Regions from separate parts of the Oryctolagus cuniculus genome. Here regions 1 and 2 are each linked to region 3. A link is a contact called in public Hi-C data. All regions are on one chromosome and are shown on one strand. Each heading gives the region's core, a stretch centred on a gene start, on an enhancer-like site or on the middle of the called end of the contact. The rest is flanking DNA. Distances are from core to core; before and after follow the strand shown. Region 1 has its middle 330 kb from the start of KLF3. Region 2 has its middle 260 kb from the start of KLF3. Region 3 holds the start of KLF3 (KLF transcription factor 3).

Region 1 (3,028 bases), core at 528-3,027, 330 kb after region 3:
GGATACCCATACCCCATGTCAGTGTGCTAGGTTCAAATCCCAGCCCTGCTTCTGACTCCAGCTTCCTAATGTGCACCCTGGGAGGCAGCAAGTGATGGCTCCAGTGCTGGCTCCCTGGTCACCCACGGGGAGACCCAGATTGAGTTCCTGGCTCCTGGCTTCAGCCTGGCCCAGTCCTTGATGTTGCAGGCATTTAAGGAGTGAGAAAGTGGATAGAAGCTCACCAAAAGATAAATAAAAAATGTGTAAGGAACTAAACTTGTATCCTAGAAAGGAGAAGTGAGAGAAAGCCCCAGCCTGGAGTGAAGGTGACCAACTGGCACTCCAAGCTATTCCAGGGTGAACTGCACACACCTCTGCCTGGGGTCCCGCTGGGTGTGGAGTCACACAATGCCAAAGGATGTTTTTTTTCTACCCAACTTCAAGGCCCTTGTCAGAGCGTAGCGGAGGTTAGTGGGCTCTTGCAATGTGAGGCCCATGTAAAAGGCCCTGGAGAGCCAAGCCAGCCACCTGCACTGTTGGAGAAGCCAGAAATACAGTGCACAATCAGACACACGTCTCCCTCTGTGTGCAGCTCACATTCCAGCTCTCGCTGTGGCCTGCACACAATTCTGTTCTGGGCAGGGGTCATGTGACACGCAGACCCCGGATGGCCCTCTCCCCGCCAACATCCTCCCCCCGCAGGCGTGTGCAGGCTTTTCCTGCCTCTGATCCAGTGGACATATGTAATCTTTGACTACAACTCTCAGAGGCTGGTTTTTTCCCACCCTGCAAGTCAGTGAGTGCAAGTGTTGGCAGAGACGCCTGGAGCCATAGGTTCTAAGCATTCAGGCAGAGGGGGAAAAAAAATAGTTTTTCCAACCCCGGCCTGCTAAGGACACATGGTGGGTCTCAGGCATTTCCTGCCTGCACTGCCGGATCTCTCCTCCTCTTGCACACATGCTCCTCCTACTGCCTGATGCTGGAAGTGCACCCCCGGGGCTAGCACAGAGAACACCCCAGCATGGGCCTAGGACAGCCATGTTGAAAGACTGCTGAAGCTCCCTCTCAAAACGAAATAACACATCCTTAAGAATTCCTCCACTACTCTGGCAAAGGGACCAAGCCAACTCAGACTTTACTCTTCGGGATCAGCCTGTAATAAACACTCAATACATAAATTCTCCCGGAACAGAGCTTTGCCAAATAAGCTCAATTTAAGTCTCCCTTACAGAATAAGTCAGAATCAGGGATTCAGAGGCAGGCTTTGCTCTATTCCTTTTCTGTAACTTAGACATAATGGTATCGCGCACACCCTGGTGTTGTGGGAAGCAAGAGAGAACGGGAATGTATCAGGAAGGTGTTTTATAACATAAAAAAGAACACGAACTGTTTCCATCAGCACACGCACACACCCTTTCCATGCATCTGGGTGGAAATGGTAGTCAGGGCCATCTAACCCCCAAAAAAGGAAGTAGGCTAAGGAAGGCTCAGTCACAAACAGGAAGTCACAGAAATGCCACCAGAAAAACTGTCTCCGGCAAAACACCAAAAAACCAAGAAAATTAAACAACCTTGAGGCTAGGTTGGTGGAGGTAGGTGGTAGCTCTAGTTAATGGTTTGGGGTGTTACCAGCCTGACCTGACCCCCTATGGAGGGGGTTTTCAGAGCTGATTAGGTAATTCTTGGCCTCCGTTTGACCTCACACATGGGAATTCTCACTCTGCATTTTAGGAGCTCTGCAGTTGGTAGGTTCCTGCCTTTTTAAATGTAGGTCTCTCCTCCTATTCCCCTGTGGCAATAGGAGGGGCCAGGCGCTCCGCCGGCTGGGAGGAGCTGGGGCTCCGCCTGCCCTCGCCCTCGCCCCGGGGAGCCGCCCGCCCGCCCCGGCAGCTCCACTCGTCCGGGCCTCCCTCCCTGGCTCTCCAGACCTGCCACATGGTAGGTTGGCGGCTGCAGGGAATTGAAGAGAAGCATTTGAGTGACCGCAGCACAAAGCAGCCTCACAGTTCTGGAGATGATGTCAGGTTTTCCTTCCAAGCTTCTGCTCAGAGGAGACAAAATCCTAGACATTTTTTTAGGGAAGGAAAAAAAAAAAGAGGGAAAAAAGAAAAAAAAAAGAAAAGCAAAAAACCACCACCAAAATCGAAAGGGAAACATGTCAGCATAGCAGGACGCATTCTGCCGCTGCTTCTCTCAATTTTCTTTTCTATTCTTGAAATCTCTTTCAAAACTCCTACCACCTCTCTTGCCCCTTCCAGCCTTCTGTACATTTTTAAGGTAGAGAAGGGAAAGGATTGAAAATCCGTGAATTTTTAAGTCGTTCTTCTGTGTTCCTAAAGCTCATTTGTTGGAGGAGCGGAGTTGTGCCTCAGTCACCTCCACCCCCAGATGAAAGGCTGCGAGGGAGAGTAGGAAGCCAGGCGACCAACACCATCCTTCACGGGACCCCAGCCCAAGGCCAGCGGTTCAAGCATCCTTGAGATTCAGGTAACAAGTCCCATTTTAGGCTGTGTGGATTGTTGGGAAGGGCCTCCACCTACACAGATCTGGGAAGATACTGCGACTTTCCAAGTGATTTTACATTTGAGCCCCAGAACAACTGTGTGAATTCAGCTGGGGTCAGGGTGAGAGGAGCAGCGAGGCCGCTCAGCCAGTTCCCTGGGAAGCCGAGACTGAAAGATCCACGTCTGCCGAGGGCTCCTCCAGCAGCCTATCAAGGCTCTATGGCCAACAGGTTCTACAGGCTTGCATTCATGCTAAGCAAGCTGTCCCCATTTTAAACACAGGGTAGCATGAGCATTTAAAATAACTTTTCACAAATTACATAGGGTGTGTTTCTTTTGCAAAAGTAGGACTCTGGGGGCCCTTTTCAATAGATAATGTTTTAAATTAAAATTTTGTTTTTAAGGAATACTTCACTTACGTGATTTAAAAGTCAGAATTCTACATCACAGTATATCTGGAAAGTTTTGCTTATCACCTCTTTCTTTTCATCTGACTTCTCGACTCCCTCCTCTCCTTTGTAGATCATTCTTATTCCTTTCAT
Region 2 (3,126 bases), core at 626-3,125, 260 kb after region 3:
CTGTTCCACTTCCAATACAGCTCCCTGCTAATGTACCTGGGGATAGCAGTGGAAGATGGCCCAAGTACTTGGGCCCTGCAACCCAAGTGGGAGACCCGGATGAAGCTCCTGGCTCCTGGCTTTGGCCTGGCCCAGCGTTAGCCATGGTAGCCATCTGGGGAGTGAACCAGCAGATGGAAGATCTCTCTTTCTGTGGGTCTCTCTCTGTCTCTCCCTCTCTGTGACTCTTTCAAATAAATGAATAAGTAAATCAAAGAAACAGTCGCAAGCTGGCCGGGCCCCAGCTGTTTGAGGCTGCATCTTACCTGACACAGGTCAGGGCATCCAGCCTGCAAGAAGGGCTCATCTCCATTGTTCCCTGCCGGCGGTATCCCTTCCTCATTTGACAGATGGAGAAACTGAGGTTGGGGAGGGGAGTGGTGCAGTCGCTCTCCTCTGAGTGGTAGTGCCGGGTTCAACCTCAGAGGGATGAGGGACCTTTAAAAAGTTCCTGGAGAAGCTCAGCGGTGGGAAGAACTAAGTGAGGGCTTCAAGGGTCCAGGGCTAAAGCAAGCTTCTCTTTTTACCTGCATTCCCCACAGCCCTTATGACGCCCCCAGAGCTGGGGGGGCGAGGGGGGCTGCCTGCTGTTGAGAATGATGTTTGCACAGGGAACACTGACACGGGATCCTCACAAGTTCACACAAACTCACTCCCTCACCTCAAGACACTGAAGACACTTTTATTTAAAAAGCCCTTGTAATCAATCCTCCCATAACCTGCGCCCGCCATTTCTCTATCAGGAATGTGGCACGTTTGAGTTTTCATATACTGTGTTATCTCAGGCTATTATCCATCTCTGTTGTTCAAAAAATAAATTCCAGGCTGGAAGTTCAGCTAAACTTCTGGGTTTTATGAATTAATCTCTCTCTATCTCATATACAGGGTCTAAAGATTTTTTCTCTGAAGCCCAGTAGCCCTTACCAGGAACAAATGATGGTTTTTGTTACCAATTCTGCACATACTCTTTAGAAACATAAAGCCTGGCTTAGGGCAGCTGAAATCATCAATAATTAACAGCAAAAATCTCTCGCAGGTCCAAATTCCTCCACGGGTAGTGGCAGAATTCCTTTCTGCTCTCTGATCTGTCAATACCACCTTTGCAAATGCCAGTTCCAGAGAGATAGAATGAAATATTGCTCAATATTTTTATTAGTGGCTGGGATCATGTTCAAGCAAATTATACATGTTCGAGGAGCGCTCTGTTCCTTCCCTTTAAGAGGAAAAGAAAAAAAAAATCACCAAACCCCACCCCACCCCGCCCTTAGCTTCTAAAGTTCCGGAGTCACTGGTGCCTGAGATAGAGCCAAGATAAAAAGAATTGAAAACAAAAACGCGCATTTTTTTTCACTGCCTCTTTTTGAAACTTTTGTTCCCAGCTCATATACATTCCTGCTCCAAGTCCTGGGGTTCTGACCCAGTGTCACCTCCAGTCCCACCGGGCTTTCTCTGTGGCCCGGAGCCTGTCTCGGGTCAGCCTGCAGCCCCACCCCCAGGGAATTAACCCCTTCCAACCTCCAACCACCCTCCCCCTCTGCCTGCTCCTGCGACTCCTCTGTCCCCCTTTTGGCTCTGGGCTTCAAAAAGCGTCCTCACTCTTCTGCCTGGGGTTAAAGGTTGCAAATGGGCTAGAAGCAGCTGCAGGGACACTCTGCATATCTGGTGGGTGGGGCCGGCAGTGGGCAGCGGGAGAGACCAGGATCGAGATTAGGTGAAACATTAGCCACGGCCTTTTGGATTCAGTCCAGTGTCTTTCAATGATTTCTTTATGTGCTTTGGGTGCTGGGCTTATTTGGCATGGGCCAAGCACCCATTAGATTTCACAATGATCTGCTATGTTACAGCTCTAAACATGTGAACTCCCACCAAAGGAAATCTGTGTTCTTGTGCCTCTCCCTGGGGAAGCCGCAGGGAGCAGCCCTCTAAGCGAATTCATCAGAATGACGAGGTAATGCTCTAAAAATAATAGGGGTTATTATGATCTGGATCTCTTTCAAGTTTGAGCTCATTCAGTGAGCTTGAGAACCCATACATCAAATCACACGTATGGATTGTGTTCTTAGAGGGAAGTGGATTAGCGCAGAGACAGCTACGTTATTAGGACACAGAAGGGCAATGACTCTCAGAACACTGGACTCCATTCCCACTGGGTTCATTAAGCCCTTGGCCTAGGAGGGGGCAGAGGGCTGGGTGCCACAGCGATCCCTTAACTTGTCCCCAGCAGCCAGATGACAAGCCTTGAGCTCGGAAAAGATAGCTGGACAGAGGTCAAGGAGCAGAGCTGGGGTTGTAGCAAAAAAAGCGAAAATCTGTGTTACGTCTCCTTGGGCTTCCTTTGCTAATAGAAGATTTGCTATTGCTAAGCACAGCTATACAGATCAATGTGCAAACTGACCCCATGTGGCACAAAACCCAAAAACAACAAAACCCGACTTACTGCCAGCTCACTTGGATCCAACAAGCCACTGTGATTGTCATCAGATTTTCAAAAATACCTCCTGAAAGATCGGCTCCACAAGGATGTTTCTGTAGGAAAACAAACTTGCAGCTGGGCCCTGGTTCCCAAGGCCTTCATCCACCCCTGGTCCGAGATTAGATAAACCTCAGTGTGAGGCTGAGAAGGAAAACCCACATTGGAAACAGGAAAGTGGTGACAATGGGGCAGCTTCTTTTCTTCTTTTAATTGAGGGGATTCTCTGATTTGCAAAGTAGCCTCTTTCCCTAATATATGCCCCAAGTAAACACAAGTAAGGTGTTTTCAGGATCCAGATCCAAACCACCCACAGCCCTCAATGATAACTGATCTACAGCAGGCCAGCATGATGGCAAGAACAAACAGCAGCGGGGACTCCCCAGCTACACTCAGAAATACCTCTTGTCTCCTAATCTGAGCCCTGTGCTGTTCCTGAGCTAAAGCACCAGGATAGCTCCAGCCTAAGAAATCTCCTGTGGCTTCAGAATGCTCTTCAGATAATTCCAGTGTCTTCATTCTCAAAATAATAGTGATGTTGATTGCAGTGTTAGCAATCCCAGCCCACTTCAGTGGGTCTCCATTAATCATGGCTGGCAGGAGAGCCTAGAGGGTCA
Region 3 (3,404 bases), core at 777-3,276:
ACTTTTCTTTGTTATTCTCACGTTGAGATTTGCATTCCCCTGCATGCAAGCCAAGTATTCCTTACAGTGCGGCTCCTACTGAACTCACCAATAGTAAGTGCATTTGGCTTTTCTCTTCCAAGTTTTACAGCAAGTCCCACTGACGGTGGAAACTGGGAAATCAGTTTTTCTAGGGAGCTTAAATCCATCAAATGTCTTATTTCAGGTCTCTGCTAAACAGCTGACTAAGGTCAAATAACATACCTCATGCTCCAACTCCAAGCCAAAGAAACCATTCGTGGACTCTTTAAACAATACTAACAACTTGCAAAATTTTAGAGATGTGGATGCTAGCAGATCGTTTTTTCTCTAAAAACAAGCCTTCCCGATGGTGAGACAGATTACCATCCAGATGGATTTCTTATAAAAATGCTTCTCAAATTCAAACATACAAGCGCTTACAAAAGGACAGCACAAAATTGCTGCGGGAGAAAAAACCTATAATGAACAACTGGCCCATTTCTCACCGGATTTTGCTTAATAATTAGAGCTACCAAACCGAAGTGAAGTCAGAATTCCACTCCATACTTTTCCCCATTACACCCGACTCTTTTGAGAATATAATCAATATATTTCAAGTGTCTCAGGCGATACTAATGGGAAAATAAACTGAGTAAAAAAAATCCAGTGATCCAAATGAAATGTTTATTTTCATGAAACGCAATAAGGTGAGCAATTTCCATTTAATCTTTGAAAAATAAGTCCCATTCCCGTTCTTCATCTGGTAGCACTGCACGGTGCCGTAAAATTTAAAGCATCTACCAAAGAAATGAATATGACGAGTCCAGGTCTTATCTGCCACCTCCGAGAAAGCCACTCTGAAACGTCAGGTAGGGCCCGTGGGCCAGCCCCTCTGTCCGCCGCACACGGCTCGGGTCCCTCCGGCTGCAGGCTGCCGCCCCAGGCGCTCTCCGCCTCCAGCCACGCCGCAATCCCCGCTCCAGGCACTGCGGCAGGTTCCCTCCGTGCCCCCGGGAGAACTCCGGCGACCCGGCCGGCGCTGTTTCCCCCGCCCCCGAGGATCCAGACGCCCCGGCAGCTGCCGGGTTCCAGGACCTAGAACGGGATGCTGCCTGCCGTCCCGACGGCCCCAAGTTTCTTCCCGCAGGGCCCGAGAGGCTGCTCCAAGTTTGCGCTGCCAGGCGAGCGGCCGCGCGCCCCGTCCGGGGAGGGGGGCGCGGGCGGGGGCGGGAGGGGGAGGAGCAGCGGCGCGCGGCCTCGGAGCTACCTAGCTCCGGACAACGCTGCCGCACGCGGACCGCACCGGGGATCTGGGGCTTTGGGGGGGAGTCGGGGGCGGGCGCAGGCCGGGGGACCACACAGGTGAGCCCCCGCCCGCGCCCTCCCCGCCGGCCTCGCTCGCCGGCACCCAGGATCCGCACGGTGTCTCCCCCAATCCCACACTTTCAACCGCGAGCAGGGGGCCTCCTCCCCTCGCCTTCCTCTCCGCCCCCACTCCCGGCTGCGAGGAGCTGCTGCACTTTCCCAAGCGCACAGGCGCCCCCCGCGCTGCACCCCAACCCACCCCCCGGCGGGCCATACCCACCCCCCCCAACACACACACACACCCCCGCCAGCCACCCACCCACCCGTAAGAAACAAACGAAGGCAGCGGAGCTGCGGAGAGGGCGGCAGGAGTCGGGGCAAGCAGGCAAGGTGAGGGCGAGGGGACTTACTTTGCTAAGCGCGGTGCAGAGCGCTGGCGACCGGAGAGAAAGGAGGCCCGGATCCGGGCTGCCCGGAGCCCCGCGAGCGCGGTGGTGTCAGCGCCCCAGGCCGCGCAGCGCTGGCGGCGGCGGCGGCCGCAGGGGACGGGGTCGGGCACGGGGACGGACGCGCGTGCGGCGGGCGCGGCGCGGTGAGGGCTCGGCGGGCGCTCGCGCTGCGCTCCGGCTCGGCCCCGGCTCCGCGCGGCTCCGCTCCTGGCTCCCCTCTGGCTCCTGGCACCAACTCCGGGCAGTCACATGACGCCGGCGCCGCTCGCTCTGCGAGCCTCCCGGGGCTGGCGGGGTAAGTAGAGGCTGGGACCCGGGGTGGGAGGGTCAGGGAGGGGAGAGGGAGCCGCCGCGGCCGCCCGGGCTGGGCGGGTCCCCACCCACTTGGGTGGAGGCAGCCGCCCGAGGGGTCGGCCGAGTCACTCGCGCAAACACGCACCCCGCCCTGCGCCCTTCCCCCGCCGCCCCCGCCTCCCGCGCCGCCTCCGCCCCGCCCCGCCCAGTCACCCGGGGACGGCCTGACAGACACTCATTATTCCCCGGAGCCGGGCGCCGCCCCGCCGGCCGAACCTGTCCCGCGAGGCGCGGCGCGGCCCGTGGGGCTGGGCGTGCGCGGCCTCCGCCCTCCGCCCCCCGCCCGGCGCGCCCGGCCCCCTCCCCGCGCTCTGGGCCGCCGCGCCGCCGCCCGAGCCCGGGGGGAAGGAAGGGCGGCGCTGCCCGCTCGGGGCGTCGCGCGGCTGCAGCCCGCTGCGCCGCTTCCAAAACACACAGCCGGGCTCGCGGGCGAGCCGAGGCGGGGGACCCGGGCGGCCGCGGCCATCAATCAGCCGGCTCCGGCGGGAAGGGCGGCCCTGGGCGCGGCGGGAAGGGCTGGGCCCCGCGGCCAGCGCGGCCGCTCCGGGGCCAAGCCTTACACACAACTCTAATGGGGGAAAAAAAAACAGCACAGGCGGCGGCGGAGCGGGTGGCCGGGACGCATTCGGAAGAACGCGGGCGGCCGCCGGGGAAGGACAGGCTCCTGGAGCGGGCGGACTTCGGCCTAAAATGGCCCCTGGCCTCCAAGGGTCCGCCGACTCCCTGTTGGCGCGCTCTTCCTTTGTGCCCCAGGGCGGCAGGCCCCAGGCGGCGCCTCCCGCCTCGGGAGGACTTCTCCCTGAGAGCCAGGAGACCCCGGGGGCCAACCTCCCACGGGCCGGGCCTGCGGCCCAACTTGGCCAAGTTGGGCCGGGTCCTCCCGCCCAGGCCGAGGGCTCGGCCCGCGACCTCTCCTTTCGCGTGGCGCCCCTGGGCCCCCGGCGCGCACGAGCTGGGCGGACACGCGCTTTCCCGGCCAGCCAGGCCCTTCGCGGCACTTTGTGGAGCTTGGTGCTAGAGTCCAATGCCTTTCTGAGTTTCTTTTTAAACAGAATTAATGTCATAAAGAATGCAATAAAAAGAACAAAGAACAAATTGGTTCGATTGTTTTAGCCTGTGTAGTGTTTAAAAAACGCCCTTGCTGCAGCCGATGGCTTCTTATTGCTTCAAGATGTTTTAAAGGCCTCGGGAGTTCACCATTCTCACTTTGAAGCCCCATCCGGGCGTGGTACTACTGGAAACGCAGCGATGTCTGTATTCCGAGCTCCTTCGTGTAACCACACGGTGTGGTAAAAT

What was found. Hi-C and Micro-C count contacts between places; a contact is called where the count stands out from the background.
Region 1: a contact with region 3 is called in a Hi-C map of an unstated tissue, with 4 times the contacts expected there. The contact joins the enhancer-like site here to the promoter of KLF3 in region 3. A contact is called at or near these places in 6 of 6 Hi-C or Micro-C datasets (ear pinna, embryonic fibroblasts, liver and 3 more).
Region 2: a contact with region 3 is called in a Hi-C map of liver, with 5 times the contacts expected there. The contact joins the enhancer-like site here to the promoter of KLF3 in region 3. A contact is called at or near these places in 3 of 6 Hi-C or Micro-C datasets (liver, psoas muscle and an unstated tissue).

What each region holds. Positions count from the first base shown.
Region 1 is chr2:32,335,325-32,338,352 of mOryCun1.1, reverse strand. No RefSeq gene overlaps it. Among named protein-coding and RNA genes, the nearest start is that of KLF3, 330 kb to the left of the region's middle. Within about 2 kb of position 1,777, at least 7 of the 8 cell types and tissues checked have an H3K27ac peak or open chromatin away from gene starts, as enhancers often do. A contact at or near this core is called in ear pinna, where this site is marked.
Region 2 is chr2:32,409,775-32,412,900 of mOryCun1.1, reverse strand. No RefSeq gene overlaps it. Among named protein-coding and RNA genes, the nearest start is that of KLF3, 260 kb to the left of the region's middle. Within about 2 kb of position 1,875, at least 3 of the 8 cell types and tissues checked have an H3K27ac peak or open chromatin away from gene starts, as enhancers often do.
Region 3 is chr2:32,667,101-32,670,504 of mOryCun1.1, reverse strand. It overlaps KLF3 (KLF transcription factor 3), which reads right to left and starts at 2,026. Exons shown (of 6, transcript XM_070069638.1): 1 at 1,716-2,026. LOC103352423 (serine/arginine repetitive matrix protein 1) reads left to right here and starts at 693. Exons shown (of 9, transcript XR_011386818.1): 1 at 693-707; 2 at 874-1,695. It overlaps LOC127490249 (a long non-coding RNA gene), which reads left to right. Exons shown (of 2, transcript XR_007918083.2): 2 at 206-462.